2 separate regions of the Anas platyrhynchos genome follow, and region 1 is linked to region 2. Evidence: chromatin contacts called from public Hi-C data. All regions are on one chromosome and are shown on one strand. Each heading gives the region's core, a stretch centred on a gene start, on an enhancer-like site or on the middle of the called end of the contact. The rest is flanking DNA. Distances are from core to core; before and after follow the strand shown.

Region 1 (5,236 bases), core at 1,715-4,214, 74 kb before region 2:
ACCCTTTTCCAGGTGTCTTGTGTAGTATCGTGCCCAGCTAATGAGCCCTCCCAGAGCCCCAAAATTAGTAAGGTCAGGGACAGGACCTGCTGATCCCACGAGCAGTCTTTCCTGCATCGCCTACTGCAGTTTACAAAGTGGGACACGAGTTAGCTCCATGCATGGCTCGATAGGTTGGGCTCCAACAAGCAGCCCTCCAGCTGCTGAGAGAAATCTGATCTAAAGGCTAAATAGCTGTAGCTGAGTAGTGTGCTCCTAATCCTAAAGCCCTGGAGGATGTGACCGGGCTGCACACGAGTGGTTTGTCCAGTATTACCGGTCCACAACCACAGGGGATAAACTGACCATGGACACTGAGGAAATGACTGTATGTACAGTCAATATTTATAAACAGCAACTACTAAAACCCATGCCCAAAGTCATGAGGTTAGCACGAAACCTGGGCATTTTGCCTCCTGAGTTTCTGGGCTGCGTAAGCTTTGTTTGTTCAAACTTTTCTCTGAAAGCCTACGAACAGGAGAAATGTGCATATAAATAGAGATTCTTCTTTCATCTAGTGGGACGTCAACAGAAGTGTTAGACGCAGGAGCTGACAACGCTGGAAAGGTATCTCTAATTTAGGCACTGATTGAAAATTACATCAAGCAAAAGTCTCCAATCTGTCAAAACGATGCCGTCCCTGCAGGGAGAACATCGGCTCGTTTATATCCTTGATCTTGGAAAGGACAGGCAGCAAAAATGCCTGGCGTAACTGCCTGGGGTTCTGGGTCAAGAGCAATCATGTCTAAAAGGGCTGTTGCTAAGATTGATACAAAACTGTTCCTGGTAGAATAAAATATAGTTTGAATTGTGTTTCTTTTTGTGTTGTGATAGGAATTCTGTCTAACGTGGTGTTCCGACATACTGCTGAGGCGTGAGGGCGTGCTGCTCTGTGGTAGTGGTAGAAATACCAACAATATGCAATTAAAAACTCACTTTCACTGTTTTCTACGAATGAAGTGTCAAGGCGATATCCCTTTGCAAGTATCAAAGTTTATCTCCGTGGTATTATGCTACATGAGATAATGTAACCATCAGCAGCCGGACACCCGAGGATAAGTAACCTGAGAAACTCGGGTAGCAGCAGGTGAACCGCTGGGAGGATGCTTTGTGGCCAGGTGGAAGCATTTTTTACACCACTGGCTTGCCAAAGGAGCTCCCAAGGACCCACAAGAGTAGAAAATGCCTTGCAAAAGGAAAAGGAGCTGTGAGTTTCTGGCAGTTGTTGGGGAGATGCTGCAAAGGCCAAGCCTGACAGGGAAGTGCCCTCAGTTTGAAGGCAGAGGTGGGAAGAATGTGAGTGCAGTGCATTGTAAGGGAAGGTGAGGGTCTCCAACCCTTTTTTTTTTTTAATAACAGCACACCTTTGGCTTGTTTGAAGGAGCTGTTTGGGCTCGTTTTCATCAGCAGCTGGTCACAGGCCCCAGAGGAAGGGTTTCTGGTGGCACCAGGCAGAGCTGGGCCCTCAGAGCTGCCATGGCCGGCACCAGAGGCCTGCTGTCCGGGGAGCCGGTCTGGAGGCCAAATGCTCTGAGGAAAATGGCACGGGCAGGGACACAGTTAGTCCTGGTGCCTAACAGCTCACACAGGGGGTCATGAGGGACTCAGGGGACAACTCAGATCACAGCTGTGATGGTAGAACAGGGAGAGGCAGAGACCGAGTCCAAACTCAGAGATGGGAAGAAATGAAGGCAGCAGCCTTCTGCCTCCGAGCAGAGGTCACTGACACTAGTCACCCTTGGATCTGAGAAAGAAAAGAGTCCTAACAAAGCAAAATCTATTGTTTTGAATGCTTCAGAGTTAATAACTTGAAATATGATGATGGTAAATGAGGAAAAAGCTTGAAGGCATTAGCTCTGATTGTCACTTGCCACAGCTCCTTGCCTGTGAGGGAACACGTTTAGACCAAGACCGCGCCTGGCCTGTTCAGCTGCGGTTCATCATTTCCCATTGGAGGTCAAATTCAAGTTTCTGTTTGCTTTTGTGTTTTTGTTGTTGATGTTGTGGGTGTTTTTGTTGTTGTTGGTCCTCATGTGTTTCCATCCTGGGTCTAAAAAGCTGCTGTCATAAGAATTACTGAAAGTGGAAAATAGTTTATACCATCTGAAAGCTTTGCAGCCTTGAGTCATATGGAGGGTAAAAAGCAATCTGTCTTAAAGATCAGCAGTTTTTAAAATGCTGAAACCCACGTTTGACCTTAGAATTGGGAGGAAAGGGATGTTTATCATGATAATGGGATTTAAAGCCTAATTCCTCCTAGCCTTGTATAACGTACACAGTATTTCACAAACCGGTACAACAGTGAGTGGGAAGGCTTGTGAACTGCCAGAATAGTTGAGATGTTAAGCACAGATTGCTGTTTTGGGCAATTTTATTTATTTATCTGTATAAACATTTCCTTTTTACTGGAAGAAGTTAGAATGGATCTAGCAAGTATGTATTTCTGAGGCTGTGGTGCTCTCCATTGGCTTCGTTGACCAGGATTACACTCATGGCAATTTTGTCTCATCTTTGTTACACTAACAGTGAAGCACTGGCTTCCCTTCTATTTCTTCAGATTGATTTTTGCAACCTTCACGTTGTGTTTGTGGCCACTCGTGTGGTATTTATCATGTCTTTATTGTCAGTTCTTCTTGCACCATCCATTGCTTGAGCTCCTCCATACATTTGAGTAACACAGTGTCCTCATATCCTGAATAACTGTGTCCCTACCCTTCTGTCAGAACAAGTGTCTTATCATGTCCTGTCCACCTCTCCTCAGGGTGATATGGGTCTTCTCCTACTTCCTATGCTTTCTTTCTTCTGCTCAGGGAAAGCCCTTCCTGAGGTGCTCTGCAAAGCCACAACCCTCTACACCTTTAAAACTTCCCTGAAGATCCACTTCTGAGATGCTTGCAAGAAACTGGCTAAGTAATCTGCTTATCTATTTCATTTATCTCGTGAGTGACTCACTCCTTCCATGGTGCCTGCAAGAAACTTGTTGATTAAATCTACTTCCTCTTACTCTGTTTTTATTGAATAAAACACTGCTGGATTGTGCTCTGCATTGGCCTTCTGAGAGATTCGGTGAAGTCTAAGATAGCTGGATCATGATCATCTTTTTGATGTCACTGTTCTTGCTACCCATGTGTTGTTTGTATCTGGTTTTGCTTCTTGTTAGAAACACTGCCTTGTCCTCTAGCTGACTGGAAATGAAGAGTTTCTGCTGCACTTGGCTCTTCATGACTTTCTGGTGGGCCAAATACGTGTAGGAGTCCACCACCTTGGAGCTGATTGTAGGCTTAGTGTAATAGTTTGGGAGCCACTCCAGGCAAGACAGATCTTTTTGTCTCTAACAGGTGATCTTACTGCAATTCTCAGGAGTGTTTTAAACACTGACCATGAGGAGCTACTAGCACCTAGTGTGCCTATTGACCACTGTCATCCTATACTGTGCATTTTTTCATGTTATTTAATTTTCAGTGTTTTGTAACTCAAAAATGTTCTGGAAGATGAATATGCCAGGGTTCTGTGCTTGCTAATGCTGTTGCTAGCAATTGCAGATAGTGTTGTCTACAGTTTAAACAGAATTTCTAGGCATTAGAATTGAACAAAATTTTAATTTAATGAATAACAAAACAAAATTTTAATTTAATGAATAACAATTTAAAGCAATTCTTTCTGTAATATGAGAAAGTGGAAAACTGAAGAGAAAGTAGCAAACTGAATATTTTTGTAATCATACAGTTTAGTGTCATGAAGTAAAATATAAAGGGATCGTTTCTATTCCTGTGCTACACTGCAGACTGTACTGTGCCGTGTTGTATTTGTCATGTCTTGTAATGCACAAAAACCACCAGTGGGTTTCCCTTTCCCGCAAATGCTTATGTCTGTATTTAGTGTCCTCTTCCGTGGGACATCTCCATACGTATGAAGTTAAGCACGTGCTTTATGTCAGCAGGATCTGTGGGCTGCAGTTCAAGGCATGTACCTGTTGTTCATTTGTTACTGGCATTTCCCGAGGAAACGTGATGGGAACTGTCTTTGAATGCTCATGGTTACTGCTGACTAGCTTCCCCCCGTTGCAGTCCATGAGCAGAAGGTAAAAGAGGGCAAAGGAAGGAGCAGGAATCCCCTGCAGAGCTTAAGTTTCTCCAGAGAACTACAGTGAACTAATGGAGAGCTTTGAAACAGGACATGCCTTCAACATAGACTTTTTTTTTTCTTGTAGTTCAGCTTATGATACCAAAACAAGACAGAAGGTGGCAGTAAAAAAGCTTTCAAGACCTTTCCAATCGCTTATTCATGCAAGGAGGACCTACCGAGAGCTTCGGTTGCTGAAGCATATGAAGCATGAGAACGTAAGTGGAGAGTGAGTGCTTTTCCTTCTGATTTTTATGACACAAGTTTGTAATATAGGCTGAATTTCAAGTAGGTACAGTCTTGTTAGGAAAGTATATACAGCTCTCTTTCTGGCTACCCAGGATACCTGGGCCTAGCTATCTCATCTGTAGCAAAGTCACTGACTGTAAAGTAGAGGTTTTCAGTAAAAAGCTGCCTTTTTATTATAAAATGATCCAGTTTGATCTTGAATATCCAGCTAACAAAATCTGAAACAAGTGGTCCTACTCTTCTGTAACTGAAGTAATAGAGTGTGCTGCTCACTGCTATTGGATGCTAATGAAACATCAGTCCAGGAAAAGAAGAATACCTCAAACCTGCTTTTGCTGAATTTGGATTCTACTGAGAAATTAAGACAGATACTCTCATTGAAATTAGGGACAATGTAATACCTAGATGAAAGATAGTGGAACATCAAGCCCCAAACAATTCAGTACTTACGCCTAAGTTTATGAGATAGTTTATTTCAATGAGAGTATCCACTTGCTTAAAAGTAACTTGATGAATGGAGGCCTGAATAAAATATGGTGGATTTAAAAGTATCATGCAAAAGGAATGCTAAAAACATTAATTAACAGCAGAACAAGATAACTCGTGAAATTGTGCATAATATTAAGTATAGTGAGTATACAAACCAACTTTTCTGTAGTGAGACATTACCTTTCCTGTCTTTATCTTTGATCATCTAAAGTCTTGTTCTACTTCTTGTAATTAATAGATTTTTTAATTAGCCATGGAAATAGCTGCATCTCTACCTGCATAAACCACCTGTTGTTTGCAAGATGAACATGTGTTGTGTATTTGTACGCTTCCTGTC
Region 2 (5,544 bases), core at 1,436-3,935:
TCTGCAGGAGGGTGCCTAAAATGGGGACACTGGAAATAAGTAGAGAACATCCAGGCCTTCAGTAAGTATCCCTTACCCATCTCCTACCGAGTTCAGATAGCAGAATAGAAGTAACTATTCCCATCAAGTATCCGCAGAGCAGTCAGGTAACATTTATGTATTGCGTGCCTTTGAGTGGGCGCACTCATTTGTGAGGCAGTCACTCTCTGAAGTAGCTTGTAATTATCGCAATTACAAATCTATATTCTTTTCCCTGCATCCCCAAACAATTTTTGAAAACTGAAACTCTGCACACACTTGAGTTCAGGGCACAGCCATTTGTCTTCATAAAGCCACCCAAAGTTTACTCTACTTGTATGTATTTGAATGAAAATTTTTGCAAATTTTTTTAGAAAAAAAAAATCTCTTTCCAAAACTAGTCTGACATAGAAACTTAAAAATTGGGCAAAGATTTATCCAGAAAATACTCTTCCTTTTCAAAATTTTAAAAATACCTTTTCTTTTCAAAATTTTACAATGTAAATCTATACCCTTAAAAAAAGCTGCCAGGAACCCAACGAACAGAGTCCAGAACCTGAAATTCACTTGATTATTTATTGACAAAGCTTTGCTTTCTTCTCAGTCCACCAAAGCCACTTGCAATGGGGACACTTGATTTGATTATATACATTCAAATACATTTTCAGTCCAAGGAAAGAGATTACATTTTGCCATCATTATTCAAGAAAAAAACTCTTGCTAGTGCCAGAGGAAATTTTGCTTAGAGAAGAATTGCCCATAATGTCTCTATTCACATATTTTAGGCACATTTATTTATTTGTGAAACCTTACAGGCACTATGCAAGCTTGCTGCTTGAGCAAAGCCCTTACAATGAAGTCTGACATTTACACCAATGCTTCAGGTCCGTTGTTTCCAGTGGCATCAAAGAGACGAGAGTTTGGCCAGCCATTTAATGGTATCATGTCAAATTCTGGTGGCCTTTCCTCCAGGTAGCTGGAGTAGGGAGAAGTTAGATGCAAAATGCTGTCAAGTGAGTTAAAAGGGATCGGCTCCAGGCCTGCTGGAGTCAGCTGAGCACTCACCCAGCCTTTTAGGTGCTTAACTGATAGAGCTATCTCCTCTAACAGCCAGAAGCCAGACATAATTTTCAAGACTTAATGTGTTTCTGCCTTATCGTGATAATCAGTAGCTGGCTACAGGCCACAGACAAAGAAAGTATTGGGGATAGGCAAGACAACCCTGTTTACTTTCTCAATGGACTACAAATAGTTGGTATGTACTTGCTGTTTACATGTAGGCAAGACGACTGATCCCCCACAGTCCTATGAAACACTCCTGAGCCTACTTTTACTGTCTTGTGTTCACAGAGGTTTAGAAATAATTTGGCACATTCTCCTTTCAAACTAGATTTTTATTTTATTTGTAGCTGCTTGATACAGATGCCTGAGAGGGGATGCAGCTCTGATACACATTTCTGTGACAGGAAAAAACAGTCAGCAAACTGATAACAATGGGAAAAATAACCCTAAGAAGTTTGATTTTTTACAATAAATAAAGAAGGAAAGAAAGAAGGAAGGAAAGAAAGAAAAGGGAAGGAAGAAAGGAAGAAAGGAAGAAAGAAATAAAAAGAAAAAAGTAAGAAAGACTAGGAAGGAAGGAAGGAAATGAATGAGTGAGTGACTGGAACAAACAAACAAGTGGCTATTACCACTGGCTTTGTGTGAAAGGTGCTCACCCAATACATGATAATTGTGTAAAAAATTGAATTCAGCCTGTACCATGAGACTCTATCACGTAGCACACTGGATATTGTCCAAAACTAGCTGCAAGACAGCTAATCTCCCCGTGCCCTTTTTCCATCCCTGACTAATCTGGTCTGCTTCGGAAATGCTACTCACTCGGGTTTTGTATAGCATTCACCGTATCTGTGCTTTTAGGTGATGCTGTCAGAATCTGTGTGAGTCTTTACATGCCTGTTCCCAATCCTTGCAGTATCTGAATGCTTCACATTCAAATGCGTTTATCTTCCAGCACCCCCAGTACTGTCACCCAGAAGTGCTGTCACCTAAGTCTATGGGTGAGGTGAGTAAAATTTACAGGTTAAACAGGAAGCTTGTGGTGATGGCAGAAACTAAATCTGGGTCATGCCAAGCACCAACTTTCTCTTTCGCTATTAAAACAAATTCTCCTCTGGGTTAACCAATTACCAGGAACAAGGACAGAGCTCAGCATGCCAGGGCAATGAGCCTTCAACTGTCCTGTTACAGATTTGTAAGGAAATCCAGTATATCTATTCTTTAAAAATCAAAGCAATGCTTTAAAATTCTTTAAAAATCTTTAAAAATTAAAGCCTTTGTGATGAGTAAAAAAAAAAAAAAAAAAAAAAAAAAAAAAAAAAAAACCTCTGCTGGTTTACAGATATCACACACGGCCTAAGAGTTTTTTAATACAATAAAGGAAAACATTATGAAATAAATGCTGCCCCACAGAATAAGCATGTTCATCCAGCAAAGCTGCCTTCACTGCAACAGCTGCCTCTCTGAAGCCTCCTTTTGGGACTCCAGGTACATTGTTGTAAGCTTTGGTCCTTGTCTAAGAGCCTTGGACTTCTGCAGTTACACTTCAGATAAATTCCAGTTGAATATTACAACCACTGCTTAGATTAAATCCAAAAGTCCCTAGATCTGCCAGTTTGCTCTCAAATTCCTAGTTTCTTTGAAGAAAAATTCAGTCCCCTTTCTTATTACGGTCTGACTGGTGGCTCCGGGTTAATCTCCGTCTGTCTCCCTGGGAACAGTCAAAGGAGGCAGAACAGAGGTGGGCAGGGTCTCCAGCAACTATTCGTGTTATCAGGGTCCATCAGCAGGTGACCATTTCTCATATCCAGCAACAATAAATACAGCCCATGGCTAATGGACCGACTGCACGGCTTTCTTCAAACATTTCAGAGAGAATTAGCTGGGCTCCAGACTTTGAGACCAAAGTTTCCCCAAACCTCAGGTCCTATGCTTTATGCTGACCAGTCAAAATACATGCAGATCCTGCAATTCTCTTGATAGTTTGCAGAACTAAAAATATTTCATTTTATTTTATATAGCCTTTATTTGATCAATCTCTGCATATGTACCACTACAATTAGAAATACCTCTCCTCTGTCAGCTACTGTGTAATTTGAATGTTTAGCTGGCGTGGCAACAGTAAATCACAGTTTACTGTGTTCACAGAAGCGAGATGTGCATGTATTTACATGATTATTTCTTTTTTTTTTTCCATACAATGTCAATGAACAGCTGAGCATTTGCAAAAAAAAGGAGAATTCATGGCACAGCGACACAGGTGCTGCAACTCATACTTCTGCCAAGGATCCAGCGTCTGACGGACCTGAAACACTCTCCAAGCAATGGCAATCTACTTTGTGTGCCCATCTGTAATAACTGTGCTACATGGCTCTTGCTAAAAATGATAAATGATAATGACTTGCTGTCAAAACAAGTTTCAAGGTAACACCTGCTCATGAGTAATATCAAAATAATTAAGTCTACATAGAAGCATAGCCAAAATCTTTCCCTTGCTTAAAACTGACTTGTGAGTGTGCGGAAAGGAAGTGTCAAATTGTCAAATTCTACAGTAAATAACGATGCTGAAAATGACACAGTCTAGGCAATCTGGCCTAGATAACATCTTGAACCCCATGACTGTCAGAATAGAACAGAGGCAGAAGCTCCCCCAAATGATCCTTTTTTTTCTGACAGAAGGCAGCCAACAAAAATGACAGACTGGGATTATGGATAACGCTCTGGCTTCACATCCAGCCTAAAACCAAATGCAGTGATAGGTATCAAGCAAAGACATTTGTGTCTGTTTTGTTCTCAGAGCCAGTGACAATTATTTATCTGCCAAGCATATTTAGATACACTATGCTTCAGCACCTATGACAAAGACATGAAGTCTTCCTGTTCCCTGGGTAAACTTCTTCAAAAGAAGAAAGAAAAGCAAAATAGATGGACTGCCACTTCTCTGGTAGTCTGCACTGACAGCTAAAATCATGGCGGTTCTTCTTCCACACCCTTCAGTCCCCCAGGTTCCAGCTAAAGTGCTGTGCCACAGAGAGAGCTGCATGATGCCTTTTGTCTCCTTATGTCTCCGGAGTGGTCAAGCCATCAGCCTCCAACTATTCCACTGTACTGGCAGAGTAAACCAATTTTCTTTAGCATTAGGAAATGGTGACCCACTGAAAGTCAAGTCACTAGAAGCAAGGAATTCAAAGACAGCTGACCTACTTTGTAACATATCTAAGGCTGAAAGAAGCTTTAAGGTACAGCTCTGTGTTGGCCCATAAATGACCAAGCTCCTGAGAAACCCTGGTAGGAAACTGACTCAGAGGTACACAATTATTTATTTCTAAGACAGTTCCTATGGAGACTAAGTTTGTCAGGAGAGGTATTAGCTGTTATTAGATCATCTTTTTCTCACACTCTCTCATTATCCCTGTGTCTATTCTGTCCATTAATGATGTCCCACAGGGAGTTCTCAAAATCAGGTCTCTTAGATCACAAGCCAGCAAGCATGATTTCAGGCATAGCGTGAGCACAGCCCTCGCATGAGGGCACGTGTCCAGGCTGTTTGCAAGGCACAGAGGGGATGGGAAGGGCAGCGCGAGCCCCGTTTGGTGGCACCATGGAGGCCATTCCTGCAGAGCAGCGCAGGCACAGCTCATGGCTGCCAAAATGGCTGCCACCTGTGACCGGGGCCACATGGGTGCTGTCACAGCCAACTTGCTGTGTTCATGAGTGGGTATAGATCATCTCAGTAGCTGTGTGGAGTTATTTTGGATGTGAACATGTTCCTCAGTTCATATCCGAGGGTCATAACTATGCAGCTGTGCTCACTCCAAAGCTTGTTGGCTCTGGAAATTCCTTTTTGTGTGTCCAGGCCTACAAAGCCCAAACTGGCTTCCAGCAGAGCCTGCTAAGCACTTCTGCAAGGAGATCCCAAAACATACTCTTGTTACTTTCTTTCTTTCTTTTTCTTTTTTTCTCCATCAGACGACACTTTCCAGACCCTTAATATATATATATGTCTCAGAAATGTGCCTGTAACACCATGCTATACACACAACGGAAGGGTTTCCTTTACCAGAGATCTTGACACCTTATTTCAGGTAATGACCAGATGAGAAAAGTACAACAAAATAATGCTATTAGGGCCAGAGAAGAATTTGATTAATTTCATAAAATTATGGGGTGACTTGGTAAAGACATTAGCAACATGGATAGATGCAGAAATCTGCTGGCTAAGCGTGAACTTTATTTGTAACTCTCAGTTTCACTCCAGCTGCTGGGGGTTGAAGTGACATTAATGTCAGAGATGTCCAGGTGCCTTTTTTTTCCCGATATATTTAAACAGATACCATAAATTTGCCAGTAGCTTAGAATAAAGAAAAGAGCTAGAGAGGAATCAGTGCGGGTTTGTCATTGATTTCAAAGATGCTAGGACTAATACTCTAACATTTAGGTATAAACATGTAAATGATAGGCAGCACA

The links. Hi-C and Micro-C count contacts between places; a contact is called where the count stands out from the background.
Region 1: a contact with region 2 is called in a Hi-C map of F1 follicle, with 2.7 times the contacts expected there. The contact joins the enhancer-like site here to the promoter of LOC101793404 in region 2. A contact is called at or near these places in 3 of 8 Hi-C or Micro-C datasets (F1 follicle, liver and subcutaneous adipose tissue).

Annotation. Positions count from the first base shown.
Region 1 is chr1:21,373,014-21,378,249 of IASCAAS_PekinDuck_T2T, reverse strand. It overlaps MAPK11 (mitogen-activated protein kinase 11), which reads left to right. Exons shown (of 12, transcript XM_027458243.3): 2 at 4,250-4,379. Among named protein-coding and RNA genes, the nearest start is that of MAPK11, 12 kb to the left of the region's middle. Within about 2 kb of position 2,964, at least 3 of the 8 cell types and tissues checked have an H3K27ac peak or open chromatin away from gene starts, as enhancers often do. A contact at or near this core is called in F1 follicle, where this site is marked.
Region 2 is chr1:21,298,846-21,304,389 of IASCAAS_PekinDuck_T2T, reverse strand. It overlaps LOC101793404 (secreted frizzled-related protein 2), which reads left to right and starts at 2,685. Exons shown (of 6, transcript XM_072033042.1): 1 at 2,685-4,791; 2 at 5,047-5,162.